Regions from separate parts of the Mus musculus genome. Here all the other regions are linked to region 1. Evidence: chromatin contacts called from public promoter capture Hi-C data. All regions are on one chromosome and are shown on one strand. The core of a region is the stretch at or near the end of the contact, and the rest is flanking DNA. Distances in the headings are between cores, read along the strand shown. Region 1 holds the start of Ctps (cytidine 5'-triphosphate synthase). Region 2 holds the start of Svbp (small vasohibin binding protein). Region 3 holds the start of AU022252 (expressed sequence AU022252). Region 4 holds the start of Ppih (peptidyl prolyl isomerase H). Region 5 holds the start of Zmynd12 (zinc finger, MYND domain containing 12).

Region 1 (2,565 bases), core at 39-2,538:
CCAAGATGAAAGACCATGCTGCTCGCACACATGAAAGCAGGCTGGTAGACAGAAGTTCTCTTGTTGGCTTGCATTTTCTTGGTGAAATGGAAAGCAAGACCATCAAAGAGAATATGGGAGAGTGGAGGGGAGTGAAGGGGTCCCCCAGAAGAGCGACTGGGGGAGGAGTTCAGTTTTGTACCTCTTATGGAAGCTTCTTGGAGCAGAGCAGTTTGGGTATTTGGGCAGACTCAGAGCATGCTGTTGGTTGGGATCTGAAAGAATCCGGAAGTCTCCGAGAGAAGCCCCTGTAGAATTCTCCTAAGTGGTTTCTTGGAATTCTACTTGTTTGAGTCATTTTCCTGAAAAAAACCAGTATGGTCATGGGAGGCATACCTTTTCTTTAACTCTTTCAGCAAAGACAGAAGAAAAAAAAAAGCAATAAATTACTCCTAATGGAAGGAAACAAGCCTCCTGGATGGAGTTCAAGGTACAAGGTACTTCCTAAGGAAACCTTTGTGTAGTTTTTGCAGGGTGGAGGGTATTAAAAACTCACATGGGTTTATGTAGTATTCAAAAGACAAAATCATCACCTTGGGTGCTGTAAATCTTTTGCCTACAACGCTCTGCATAGAGCTGCCCTTCCAACCTCTCCAGCCTGCACTGTTCACTCTGCAAGGCTCTTCTGGACCTCGCCTGGAATGTGCACACAGACTTTTTCTTCTGCCTCATTTTCTATTCCTCCCTCCCTTCCTTGCCAGTAAACGTTTCTGCTACGTGTTCAGAACCCGCTGTACACTAACTCCCCAAGTCCCAATCGTCTGTGAAAATCCCCATGACTTGTTAGAAGTGGGCTCGTTTGCCTCTCTACATTTAGTGCCGGATGGAAGTAGGCTCGCGACAGTTGTTCTAATGCAGGCACCGTCAGGGTGCGTTGTGTGGAAAGGCAGCTGGCTAGGACGTGAAGCCAAGCGGCCCGGCCTAAGAGGGAGACAAGCAGGCACCGGGAGAAGGCGGCGGTGCGGGGCGAGAGCACGAGATGATTTGGCCCGCAGCCTGAGGGAAGGCGGATGGGAGGTGAGAGTGTCCACCGGCTATTGCGGGACCAGGCAAAGGCCCTCAGGGTTCCGGTTAGATGCGAGTCACCAGCATCCTCTAGACCTCGGGCGAGGAAGCCCACAGAACCCACAACTCCCGAGACCCACCCGCAGTAGCCACTCAACAAGCTGCGGCGAGACGTCCCGCGCATGCGCGCCCTAGCCCCACCCTCCCCTGGGCCCGCCTCTCCCCGCCCTCTGCGTGCGCACCGCCTAGAGCCCGCCTCTCAGAAAGACGGCTGGCGCATGCGGCCCGGCCGAGCACTGGCTGCCCGAGGCTCACCACGCGCGCGCCGGCCTTGCTGTGGCTGACACGAGACTCCGAAGCCGGCCTCAGGTAGGCAGACTTCAGGGATCCCGGTGGAACGGCTCCCGGGTGCAAGAGCCTGTGGCGCCGACAGAGCCCGGCGCGGACGGCCACGCCGCCGGGGCGATAAACGTCTCTTCTCACCAATCAGGGGAGAGCTGGCCCGGCGTTCTGCCCAATGGGCTGCATCTCTAACGGGAGTGGGGCGGGCAGTCCCGGAACGCGAGCTGCCGGCTCCCGCGCGCGGGCCGCGTGGCCCGGCTAAGGAAAGGGGCCGAGTCCGGCGACGCGGGCAGCCGGGCTTGGTGAGGTAGAGAGCGCGGTGTGCCGCCGCGGAGGGGTCTCCCAGAGCCCCAGCCTGTGATGGGGCCCGACTGGCGGCCTTGAGCTCCTCCCGGCGCTGCCCGGCGCGCGGGAGGAAGGGGCTTGTAGGTTCGCTGGGCCTCACGGCCCAGGCTACCCAGCTGCTGTCTCTCTTTCCAGCCCAGCGCGAAGATGCTGGCGTTCTTGAGGCCACTACGTCAGCGTGGCTGCCTTACGTCCACACTCATTATTTTAAATCCTCAGCAGCCGGGTGACGCGGGTGGGTGCTGCTGTGGTTCTCGTCCCACTTTTTACGGCGGTGCGAACCCGGGCATCAGGCACTTCGGGGCTAGATTTAGATTTCAGCACATCTGCGGTGGATCCTGAGCCTGATTTTCACCAACTTCATTTTTTTTTTTTTTTAACAAAAGCTTTCACATTTTTCATTCGTGAATTTATCTGGTGCCCCTTGCTCTATATTATAGCTCCTGTACTTGAAAAACCTTTTGTGTCTTGTCATCTTCAGAAAAAAAAGTGCAGCGTGGACATTCAACTTTGCCCATGGACTGGCCCCTGGCCATCCCTTTGCCCTAATCTTTTTTTCTTGGTGCATCCTGTGGGCTCACCTGCTTGTTCATGCTTTGCCTGATTCCTAGCTCATTTCAGTCAGTCAGCCTTACGGGCCCATTACAAGGCAGGTTTTCAAAAGGAGCTCCTGGATCCTCCCTCAGTCCAGGTCATCTCTCCCGGAGATACTTAAGTTGGACCCACATTTGACTTAAGTTTGTGGTACCCCCAGCATGTGAGTAGCTCTCCCATAATAGGTAGTTTGTAAACGTTAGGGAATGGGTCCTCTCCAACTGGCTCTTTGTGGCTTTT
Region 2 (2,565 bases), core at 46-2,545, 1.4 Mb after region 1:
TGTAGCTGTGGTGGTGGTGGTGGTGGTGGTGGTGGTGTGTGTGTGTGTGTGCCACAGCAAGTGTGGAGGTCAGTTTTATGTAGACCTTCTCTTCTTCCGCATATGTATGGATTCTCAGGTTGTCAGGCTTCTCCAGTGAGGGCTTTTTCCATCCCGCTCACCAACTAGATACTCTCTGCACCAAATGCCCATGTGTACCGGGTCACGGGTCACACTGGCACTTCAAGCATTCTCCTTCATTCATTTGTTCATTTTCTCCTCCCACCCTGATCCCTCTCCCACCCATAGCTACCCTCTTCTCTTTTCATGCATTCCTCAGATCACTAACACAAAAGCTTTGCGCCAGGAGGCAACTGGAGACCCGGTCCAGCTTGGGATTCTGACACTAACTTGGTATGTGACTCTGGGCTTCCGCTTCACCGTTTGGGACCTGGCTGGACTCTCTCCCTCTGGGGGGACCAATGCCTGGGACAAGCAGGGACCCCTAGTAAAGTTTCCTCTGCTGGTTTTTTTTTTTTTTTTTTTTTCTTCCAGCACCCTCTCCAGCTCGCTCAGGCATACAGAGCTCCCTCCTTCATCTCACCTCTGCTCTCTGTCTTTGCTTCAGCTCCTGCTGGGCAGATTTCTGCTTAGCCTTCTCCACTCTGAAGGCTGGTTCTTTAACTTTGGATTTTTCTTTCCGGGCAGGTGGATCCATGGTTTGGCTTCTGAATGCTTCTTGGTTAGCTCTGACCTGATGGTACAAAAAGAGAACCGCTTGCTAGTCCTTTCTCCCAACTCCCTAGCTTGGCAGGTGAGGCAGGGTGCCCTGGAGTCCCACTGCCAGCACCTTGCTGTGCGTTCCTAGTCGAGTCTCCTCACTTCTGAGTCTCAGTTTCCTGCACAATGGGACAGTAGTCATTTCCTGGCCATTTCCCTACCAACCCCGGGTGAGCAGCAGATGAGAAGGCCCGAGAAAGCAGCTCCAACCCGGGGGCGTACGGTAGGGCCGGGTCTCAGAGGCCGAGGGGCGAGCCACTCGGTCCGCGGCAGCCCCCTCTGCCAGCCCCGCCCGCCCGCTCGCCCGCCCGGCCCCTCCGTAGCAAGATGGCGGCTCGGGGGTCCGTGCGCTTCCTTACCCGGCCTCGGGCTCACGGCCTCCGCCACGTCGTAGACAAGCCCCCACGCGGGGTTCACCCTAGCTCCCCCCTTCCGCGGGACCGCAGCGCCCAGCCCGCTGCCCTTGGACTGGGCGGGGCGCGCCGGGGAGGGCGGGGCCGCGGCCTGAGGTGCCCCTCCCGCAGGAGCCACTGCGCCCGCGCAGCGAGCACACCTGGGCGTGGCCGGAGCGGGAGGGGCGGGATCGGAGGCGAGTAGGGCGGGGCCTGGGGCTGGAGGGCGGGGCCTGGGGCAGGGACATTCTTACAAGTAACCAAAGCTTTTCCGGGCTTCTAGTTTCTGGGACAACTGCAAGGCTTTGAAAGGCAGAATCTGATTCCTGTGGTTGAAATTGGCTAGCACTGGAATTCTGAGCATCAGGTTCTAAATCAAGAAAGTCAGGACTGCTGATTGCTTCCTTCCTGATTTATAGATCTATAAGGAGGATCAAATGGAATCCTGTTTACCACAATGCTTTGAAAGCTTTGAAAAAAATGATCTGTCTATCTATCTATCTATCTATCTATCTATCTATCTATCTATCTATCTATCTATCTATCTATCTATCTATCAATACAGGGCCCCTAGCCCAGTTTGGTGGTGCACATCTTTAATCCTAGCACTGAGAAGGGGAAGCACAAACATCTCTATGAGTTGGAGGCCAGCCTGGTCTACATAATGAGTTCCAGGCCAGCCAAAGCTACACAGTGAGACTCTGTCTCAACAAAACAAAACAAATTCAGGGCCCAGAGCATGTGCTAGGCAAAGCCTTCTATTACTGAGCTATACCCTCAGCCGGACAGAAATTGTATCAGTTAGGTTTTCCATTGCTGTGAAAAGACACCATGACGAAAGCAACTCTTATAAAGGACAACATTTAATTGGGGCTGGCTTACAGGTCTTGAGGTTCAGTCCATTAGCATCATAGCAGGAAGCATGGCAGTGTGCAGGCAGGCATGGTGCTGGAGGCCAGAAGAGGATATAGAATCCCCTGGAACTGATATTAAAGACAGTTGTGAGCTGCCATTTGTGGCAGTTGTGGGTGCTGGGACCAAAACCAGATCCTCTGCAAGAGCAACAAGTGCTCTTAACCACTGAGCCATTTTTCTACATCTTGTTCTGAAGGCAAATAGGAAAAGACTGTCTCCCACGTGGCTAGGAGAATAGTCTCGAACCCCAACCCCACAGTGACACACTTCCTTCAACAAGGCCACATCTCCTAGTAGTGCCACTCCCTGAGTCAAACATGTTCAAACCACCACAGGAATCAGAAGTATATCAGCCAACACACACACACACACACACACACACACACACAGAGTGTGAGAGGTGGAAGTAGAGGGAGAAGGAGGGAGAGAAACAGCCCCACGGATAATCAAAAGGGTGTAAACTAAAATTTCTAGCTATCATTTTCATTTGTTATGTTAG
Region 3 (2,565 bases), core at 40-2,539, 1.3 Mb after region 1:
AGTGCTTTAACGGAGTCCTGGAAATATATGTTACCAGTCATCACGGGCAGACAAGGCTGGCGTTCCAAGCCCGCTTATTGACTTGGCCTTAAATCGCTGTGGCATCCCAAAAGACAGTCATTTTCTTAAAAACAAAAAACCCAAAAATACTAGCTAGAGGGTCCTCCACAGGGCGGAGCCAGGCAGCCCCTGCTGGCGACGTGGCAATCCCACGTCCTGAAAGAGCGCTGCTGTTGGATTAGGGAGCAGGGAAAGCATGATTGGAGAACGAACCGGAAGGAAGATGTTGCAGAAGCACTTGGACACTTGCAATGAAGTACTGCTGGGAGACCCTAGCGGCCGCCTCGGTTCCCTCTAGGAGGCCTTCCCAAAAGAAAAAGGTCAGGTTTTTCTTGGCTTGGGCTGTCACTACTGGCTGGACCTTTAGGGTTAGCATCTGCCCATAAGAACCGGGTGAAGCTCCCAAAGTCCGCCAAGAGCTCCCTAGCCAAGAGGTCCCTTGCCTCCCTGCCGTCTCATCCCTGCTCTGCTCCCCAAGTTCCCCAGGTCGCTCCCGGCCACCGGGCTCCGGACCAGTCGCACCTTGAAATAGGCGACCTGCAGGTAGTTGTACGGGCTCCGCTTGTTGAACTCCAGGTCCAGTTCTTCACTCAGCAAGTGGGCAGAGGGCGGCCCGAGGCAGCGGCGTAGGCAGGCGGCACGGCGCAGCACGGCTCCGAAGAAGCGCAGGTCGTGCAGGGCGGCGGCGCCCGGGTCCTGGCTCAGGCTGGGGTCCGGACCGAGATCCAGGTCCGGTGCCCACGGCAGTTCGGTGGCACAGCGTGTGCGGCAGCGCAGGCGGAGGGCACGCAGGGCCGCCCGCGAGCGCAGCGCCCGCTCCATGTTCAGGACCACCCCGGGCCAGTCCCCGCGCGAGTAGGCCGCGGTCCCCTCTGCGTAAAGCAGGTCAGGGGCTGCCACGTCCCATCCCGGCTCAGACTCCGCCGCAACCCGTAAGGCGGCGGCGGCGGCGACCGCTAGCATCGCTGCCAGCAGCCTCCTTTCGCTCACCGCCATGGCCTTGCTCCTCCACTTAACGGGACTGCTCGCCTGGGGCACATTCCAGAGTCCCGCCCCCCACAGAAGCCACGCCCAGAGACGAGCCACGCCCCAAGTCCAGAAGCTCGTGGCAAGGAAACTTGTACCGCCTCTTGCTTTCAACCAATCCAAACACTTACTCTTCGTGAGGCTCCGCCTCTAATCTCATGCGCACAGCTCAATGGACTGAGAACGAGAAAACCCCGCCCACAAGCTGTTGTGCGCCTGCGCTTTAGACTGAGCTCCCTGCGGGTGGTGGGACCGAGGTGCTGTTATGGCGGACCCCGGGGTTCCCGGCCGGTACGAAAGTGGTACGGGAAATCTGGGGGTGAAGGAGGCGGCGGGTCCTGGAGGTAGGTGGGACTGAGTTGCCTGGGTAGGAGGTCGCAGCCGGGTGGCTCTTTCCTGCTGGCTCACGGAAGGCTGAGGGTTTCAACTTACGCCTGTGTTCGGGTGTGTATCGCAGGAGCCCTGGTGGAGCTCACCCCGACCCCCGGCGGCCTGGCTCTGGTGAGCCCCTACCACACCCACCGGGTCGGGGACCCCTTAGACCTCGTGGCGCTCGCCGAGCAGGTGCAGAAGGTGAGGAATAGCCATCTCCGTACTTTACCCTGCCTCTTTGGGCTCGGGACAGCCTGTGAACTCGGCAGTACTGAAGTTACCATTCCATTTCACACGAAGAGGATCACTCTATCCCAATTCCTCTGTTGTTGTTTGTTTTGAGACAGGGCCTTTCTACATAACTCTGGCTGTCATGGAACTCTCTATATTATAGACTAGGCTGGCCTCGAACTGACAGATCCACCTTCCTCCCCCACCCTCCAACCCCAAAACCCTATGCTGGGATTAAATGTATGGCTTCTATACCAAATTCTTAAATAGTCACATTTTATTCTGCTTCCCATAAGGTCTTTATCTGTTACCCAGGAGCTTGTGGAACTTAAATATATGCTCTTTCTTTCCTTTTTAAAAAAACAAAACAAAATAAAACAAAAACTGCTGGGGTTGTAGTTTACTGTTGCCTAGCCCTGAATTTGATTCTTAGCACTACCAAAAACAGCATGCAAAAAGGCACAGGGTAAAATTCCTATTGAAAAAAAGACCACACACAATAAAACTGGAGGTAGTTTCATTTGCTGTATAGCCCAGGTTGGCTTTGAATTCAGCCTCCCAAAGGCTGGGTATTACAAGGGTCGCTGTCACACATGGTGAATTTCAGTGGATACAGTCAGTATTACTATGTCCAGAGCTTAGGCGTCGGTTTCCATAATAGGTAAAATAAAGAAGATATGCAAAATAATGGAAAAGACCGTAGAAGTTTTGACAGATTGGTTTTGATTGTTTCTCTCTGGAGCTCTGGATCTGTAAAATGAGATCTTTGAGGTGGAGAGGCTCATAGGGCTAAGTGGGACTCCAGTTTCCTTCTCTTAGCAAGACTTCCCCTGAAGACTCTTTTACAGTGTCGGAGCCTGGCTGCTTTAAAAGCTT
Region 4 (2,565 bases), core at 37-2,536, 1.2 Mb after region 1:
ACCAAAAGCAAAAACAAAACAAAACAAAAACCAAAAAACCTTAAAGGGTGTAACAACCAGGGCTGGAGAGATGGCTCAGTGGGTAAGAGCACTGACTGCTCTTCCGAAGGTCCTGAGATCAAATCCCAGCAACCACGCCCTCTTCTGGGGTGTCTGAAGACAAGTATAGTGTACTTACATATAAGTATCTTTGGGCCGGAGCAAGCATGAGAGAAGGAAAAGAGGGGGGGGGGGTAGCAACTGAATGCCCTCCAAAACAGAGGCAGAAGGGTACTTGGTAAAAGTGGTATAAGAGAAGCCAGCCTTTACTTCCTGGTCTTTGCTACCAGCAGTGGCAAACAGCATTTTAAATAGGCAAAGCCCCATACGATTTACTAGCCTAGAGACCCATCCCATGGGCAAACAACAATCCCTGAGACTGTTGTGCTTGCAGACAGGAACCTCGCATGGCTGTCCTGAGAGACTCCACCCAGGAGCTGACTCAGGGATGCAGAGACCACAGCCAAACATCCGATGGAGCTTGAGGACTCCTGAGGGCCTCCGAGGGGATTGGAACTCCACAGGAAAACCAAGAGTCAACTATGACCCTTGGGGCTCTCAGAGACTGAACCACCAACCAAAGAGCATAGACAGGCGGGACCTAGCCCCCTCCCACACACACACGGTCTTTCATGTGGGTCCCGAACAACTGGAGTAGGGGCTATCCCAAAAGCTGTTGCCCTGCTGTGGAATTCGTTTCTTCTGCTTGTCTGGACTCAGTGGGAGAGGATGAGGCCAGCCCTGCAGAGACTTGATGTGCTAAGGTGGAGGGAAAACCAGAGGGGGTCTCTACCCTCTCAGAGGAGAAGAGAAGGAGGGGGTGGGGAAACCGGGAGAGGCGGCAGCACTGGGGATGTAAATGTGAATTAAAAAATAAAAAATTTTACAATCATAAGAAAATAAATAAAATTACATTTCCAGCACCCGACTGAGCCAGGCTACAGTAACAAACCATTTTAAAATATGGAAGGTGACTCAGGGATCCTCGGCTCATGAGCTGTGACAGGGGACACCAAGTGTGACTGCTCAGGACATGCTGTCTGCAGAAGATTCATTTCTATTGCACTAATACAGTCATGCAAGTGGGGAGCCCACAGACTTTGACAAAGATGCCTGCGTTTCCTCCCCTCAGCTCCGACCAGCTCAGCCAAACAGTACCATTCCCAACAACCTCAGCGCGCGCCACACTTCCGGGGCGGGGCGCAATCGCGGTCCGTTTCCACTGCGTCTGCGCTCCGGATGAAGTTCGCGGGACCTGCCACCGGAAGCCGGGTTTCTACTTCCGGGTCAAAGCCATGGCGGTGGCAAATTCAAGTCCAGTCAATCCAGTGGTCTTCTTCGATGTCAGCATTGGCGGCCAGGTGAGGTGCGGGCGACCTAGCGGCCCGTGCGGGCTGGTTGGCCTCGGGTAAGGGAGGCAGCCCCTTATAGCCCTCCCGAGACCGGCTGGGCCAGGCGGCGGAGGGAGGTGGGAGCTTTCGAGCTTCGTGGACAGCGGTCGTGAGCTGAGTGTTGCGTCTCCCGTTTCTTCTGCAGGAAGTTGGTCGCATGAAAATCGAGCTCTTTGCAGACGTGGTGCCTAAGACGGCAGAGAACTTTAGGTAAGGATATGCTCCAAGTGAACCAGAGCTGAGCCCGAAGCCGGCCTCCAGTCGGTCTTTGCCATGTCTGCCTCTGTCCATCTATTCATTGCCTTGCAGCTCTGTGGTCTGGGTATTTCACTGGCCAAACAGCTACCGGCTGTGACTGATCCCATATCAACTTCTATCACTAGTCTACCTGCCCTGACATCCGCCCGATCAGTTAGTTGGCGGACATACTGGCCCCAGTGTTTGAACTCTCCTCTCCAGAGATTAGAGGTGCTTCAAGCAGTGATCGTACGAAGGCTAAATCGTTTGCTCTCTCTTTCCCTTTAGGCAATTCTGCACCGGAGAGTTCAGGTCAGTCTCAGATGTGTTTGATTTCTCTGCCTACTCCTGAAGGGGTGCCCTGGATGTTTGGTGAGGGTATTGGAGAACCATGAACAGGTCTTAAGTAATGGAAGATGATATGCAGAGAGAGGGTGACACCTTGAATGGGTTCTTTCTCTCTCTTTTTCCCCCTCCAGATCTTAGTGAGAGCCCTTTTAGCCTCTGGTGTAGCCTAAATGGGAAAGGCCCACCATTGTGTTTCCCCATTCCAAGTCTCTTCCTTCTTTGTTTACAGAAAAGATGGCGTTCCGATAGGATACAAAGGAAGCACCTTCCACAGGTAAGGGAGGTTTTTGGAAAACTGGAAATGCAGTCATTGCTTGGTATCTGTACAGGCAGTCCTGCACACCTGAGTTCAAACTCTGTGAGGCTTACGGCTGTTGTTTTAAATGGCATGTTCGCGGCTGAGGCTGTAGCTCGGTGGTAGAGAATTGGCCCAGCATTCATAAGGCCCTGGATTTGGTACTGAACACCATGAAGCCTATGCACAGCGCCTTAAGTCATCCCTGACTTGGTGGAATGCTGTATTGCAGAAACGATGCCAAGGAAAGCATGC
Region 5 (2,565 bases), core at 29-2,528, 1.1 Mb after region 1:
ACCCTCCTCAGAAGTCTCAGGGCTCAGGAGTGACAGAACTTAGCATGTAAAATGAAAAATAAGGCTTTAAAAAAACCACACACACACACAAGTCATTTGGCTATGAGTTAAGTTTGGAAGGTCAGTATCCTAGTTTTGTGAGGCCCAAAATAGAGTCTAGGGCAGGGGATGTGACTTAGTTGGTAGTTTGTCTAGTATGCACGGTGCCTTGAGTTCTCTCTCTAGTACTACACAAACCAGGCATGGCAACACATACTTGCAACTCCGGCCCTTGAGGGGTGTGGGTACGATGTTCAAAAGTTCAATTCTTAGCTTACATAGTGAGTTTGAGACCAACTACATGAAACTCTCTTATAAAAAAGGATGGGGATGGTGTTAATGCGAATACATTTAAACCCCTCGCATCTTGAATTACTACCTCTCCTACATTCAAACTCCCTTAGCTGTGCACTGGCCAATAGTCTTTCTTCTAGTCCTGAAGAACACGTCTTCCCTACTTAAGAACCCTACCTGTGCCTTTGTAGGGCAAGAACACCGGCTCTTTAGCTCCTTAACTTCAGACCAATCGTCTACTCTGAGAGAAGCTGTCTGCCCAATTTCTCCTCCCATTTCCTTTGACTTGCCATTTCTCCCTGAAATTATCATTTGTCTACTTCTCTGTCTTCAGAGTTCTCCTTGAGCTTTGAGAGGAGAGATCTACAGAAATGGCCCCATTATGTTCAGCACCAGGAAGGGTTTGCAACACAGTAACAGTAGGAGCCCCGCAAAACATCAGGCAAAAAACCCAGCAGAGCCGGAGAAGACGCAGAGGAAGCCACAGAAGTCTTAGACACGCGTCTTCAAGCCTGCTCTGGACTTGTGGGGTCCCTGGCAGGAAAGGCCACAAAGGACAGACACACGAGGCCAGACCCGTGTTGGGAGACAGGGAGGGAGCAGAGGCACCAGGCACCATGTTCCAGGGCCTACCAGTAATAAGTGACTGTACAGGCCGTGCACATCCGCTCGGCCGGGGCTTCGCACACCTCACAGGAGAGCCGGCGCCCCTTGGGCACCGCCAGCGGGTAGATCACGTTCATGGTGCGGCCGGCGGCGTCGGTCTCCAGGACGGTTGCCTGGCTAGCATCCGCAAGGCTGAGGTGTCACGTGACAACCACGGGCCAGCCCGGACGTCGGGATTTCAAGGGCAAGGGGGAGGGGCGGGACTGACTGCGACAATTGGGGAGGGGAGAGCACAAACTCTAAATCTCAAAGGTTAAATAGCCAGAACTTGACTGCCATGTAGCCCGAGCCTGGGGAGAACTATACGGTGGCCGGTATAGGTCAAAAACAACCATTTCGTTTTCCAAACTAGGAAATCCACAGGAAGCATAATTTTTCTGGATTTTCTAGATACGTTCTTCCTCTAGACGCTTCCCGACGGGCTTTCCCAGAACAGGCAAGCATTTCGAGCCTTAGCGAGATCAGGACCTACTGGCGGACATAGGAAAGGGAATGACCATAGTCACTATTTGCGGCTGCGCGCAGCCCAGGTATCCGGAAGGGGGCGTGGCGCCAGCGGCCCGGCGTGCCCGGGCGCTGTGGTTCTACCGTGGGGTGACTACAGTGCAGATGGCGGAAATGGACCTGGTGGCTGAGTTGCCGCGTCCTGCGGGTGCTGCGCGCTGGGCCGAGGTTATGGCTCGCTTTGCGGCCAGGCTGGGCGAGCAGGGCCGGCGGGTGGTGCTGATCACATCTGGAGGCACCAAGGTCCCCCTGGAAGCGCGAGCCGTGCGCTTTCTGGACAACTTCAGTAGCGGGCGACGCGGAGCCGCGTCGGCGGAGGTCTTCCTGGCTGCCGGCTATGGAGTCCTGTTCTTGTACCGAGCGCGCTCGGCCTTCCCCTATGCCCACCGCTTCCCGCCCCAGGCCTGGCTGTCAGCCCTTCGGCCTTCTGGCCCAGCCCAGTCGGGCAAGCTGAGTCTGGAGGCCGAAGAGAATGCGCTCCCGGGCTTTGCTGCAGCATTGCAGAGCTACCAAGAGGCAGCCGCTGCCGGCACCTTTCTGGCTGTAGAGTTTACCACTTTGGCGGATTATCTGCATCTGCTGCAGGCTGCTGCCCTGGCTCTCAGTCCATTAGGTGAATGTTCCAAGGAAATCCAAAGGTTTTCCTGGCTGTAGAGCCGTTCTCCCTAGCCTCTTTTCCCTATTGCTTGCTGCCTACCCCACAGCCAAGGAACCCGAGTTAAAGAAAAGATTCCATGCCCTTCCCCGATTTCTTATACTCCGTTTATCTTCACAGGCTCTTCTGCGATGTTTTACCTGGCCGCGGCAGTGTCAGATTTCTATATTCCTGTCTCCGAAATGCCTGAACACAAGATCCACTCATCTGGTGGCCCACTGCAGGTGATGGGCTCTTCTCTTCCAGAGATCTGACCCCCTCTAACCAATCTTGGGTTACTTTCCTCTTGATCTGGATGGCCTTTCAGCCTTCTGTATGAGCTAGGCACTGGGAATACAGAGATGAATAAGACACTGCCCTCAAGGATCTCACAGTCTAGCGAGGGCCTGGACACCAGCCATAATCAC

What was found. Promoter capture Hi-C pulls out the DNA fragments that hold promoters and counts their contacts. Capture Hi-C pulls out chosen DNA fragments and counts their contacts.
Region 2: a promoter capture Hi-C map of pre-B cells shows a contact between it and region 1, with 2.8 times the contacts expected there. The contact joins the promoter of Svbp here to the promoter of Ctps in region 1. A contact is called at or near these places in 2 of 39 promoter capture datasets (the 3T3-L1 cell line and pre-B cells) and 1 of 115 datasets of contacts at active chromatin or transcription factors (astrocytes).
Region 3: a contact with region 1 is called in a promoter capture Hi-C map of adipose tissue, with 4 times the contacts expected there. The contact joins the promoter of AU022252 here to the promoter of Ctps in region 1. A contact is called at or near these places in 4 of 39 promoter capture datasets (the 3T3-L1 cell line, cranial neural crest and pre-B cells), 2 of 484 Hi-C or Micro-C datasets (B cells and muscle stem cells), 1 of 115 datasets of contacts at active chromatin or transcription factors (astrocytes) and 2 of 9 other capture datasets (adipose tissue and liver).
Region 4: a promoter capture Hi-C map of pre-B cells shows a contact between it and region 1, with 3 times the contacts expected there. The contact joins the promoter of Ppih here to the promoter of Ctps in region 1. A contact is called at or near these places in 4 of 39 promoter capture datasets (cranial neural crest, hippocampal neurons, liver and 1 more), 1 of 484 Hi-C or Micro-C datasets (CD4 T cells) and 1 of 115 datasets of contacts at active chromatin or transcription factors (astrocytes).
Region 5: a contact with region 1 is called in a promoter capture Hi-C map of liver, with 4 times the contacts expected there. The contact joins the promoter of Zmynd12 here to the promoter of Ctps in region 1. A contact is called at or near these places in 5 of 39 promoter capture datasets (the 3T3-L1 cell line, hippocampal neurons, liver and 1 more), 1 of 115 datasets of contacts at active chromatin or transcription factors (embryonic forebrain) and 1 of 9 other capture datasets (adipose tissue).

Annotation. Positions count from the first base shown.
Region 1 is chr4:120,568,999-120,571,563 of GRCm38.p6, reverse strand. Ctps (cytidine 5'-triphosphate synthase) reads left to right here and starts at 1,288. Exons shown (of 19, transcript NM_016748.2): 1 at 1,288-1,413.
Region 2 is chr4:119,194,040-119,196,604 of GRCm38.p6, reverse strand. Svbp (small vasohibin binding protein) reads right to left here and starts at 1,295. Exons shown (of 3, transcript NM_024462.2): 1 at 1,119-1,295; 2 at 584-733. The coding sequence starts at 697.
Region 3 is chr4:119,231,448-119,234,012 of GRCm38.p6, reverse strand. It overlaps AU022252 (expressed sequence AU022252), which reads left to right and starts at 1,289. Exons shown (of 5, transcript NM_001012400.2): 1 at 1,289-1,430; 2 at 1,544-1,659. The coding sequence starts at 1,352. P3h1 (prolyl 3-hydroxylase 1) reads right to left here and starts at 1,098. Exons shown (of 15, transcript NM_019783.2): 1 at 583-1,098. The coding sequence starts at 1,056.
Region 4 is chr4:119,319,244-119,321,808 of GRCm38.p6, reverse strand. Ppih (peptidyl prolyl isomerase H) reads left to right here and starts at 1,286. Exons shown (of 10, transcript NM_028677.4): 1 at 1,286-1,400; 2 at 1,576-1,640; 3 at 1,956-1,979; 4 at 2,245-2,289. The coding sequence starts at 1,335.
Region 5 is chr4:119,421,397-119,423,961 of GRCm38.p6, reverse strand. It overlaps Zmynd12 (zinc finger, MYND domain containing 12), which reads right to left and starts at 1,278. Exons shown (of 8, transcript NM_001014900.2): 1 at 967-1,278. The coding sequence starts at 1,076. It overlaps Ppcs (phosphopantothenoylcysteine synthetase), which reads left to right and starts at 1,542. Exons shown (of 3, transcript NM_026494.4): 1 at 1,542-2,116; 2 at 2,279-2,382. The coding sequence starts at 1,609.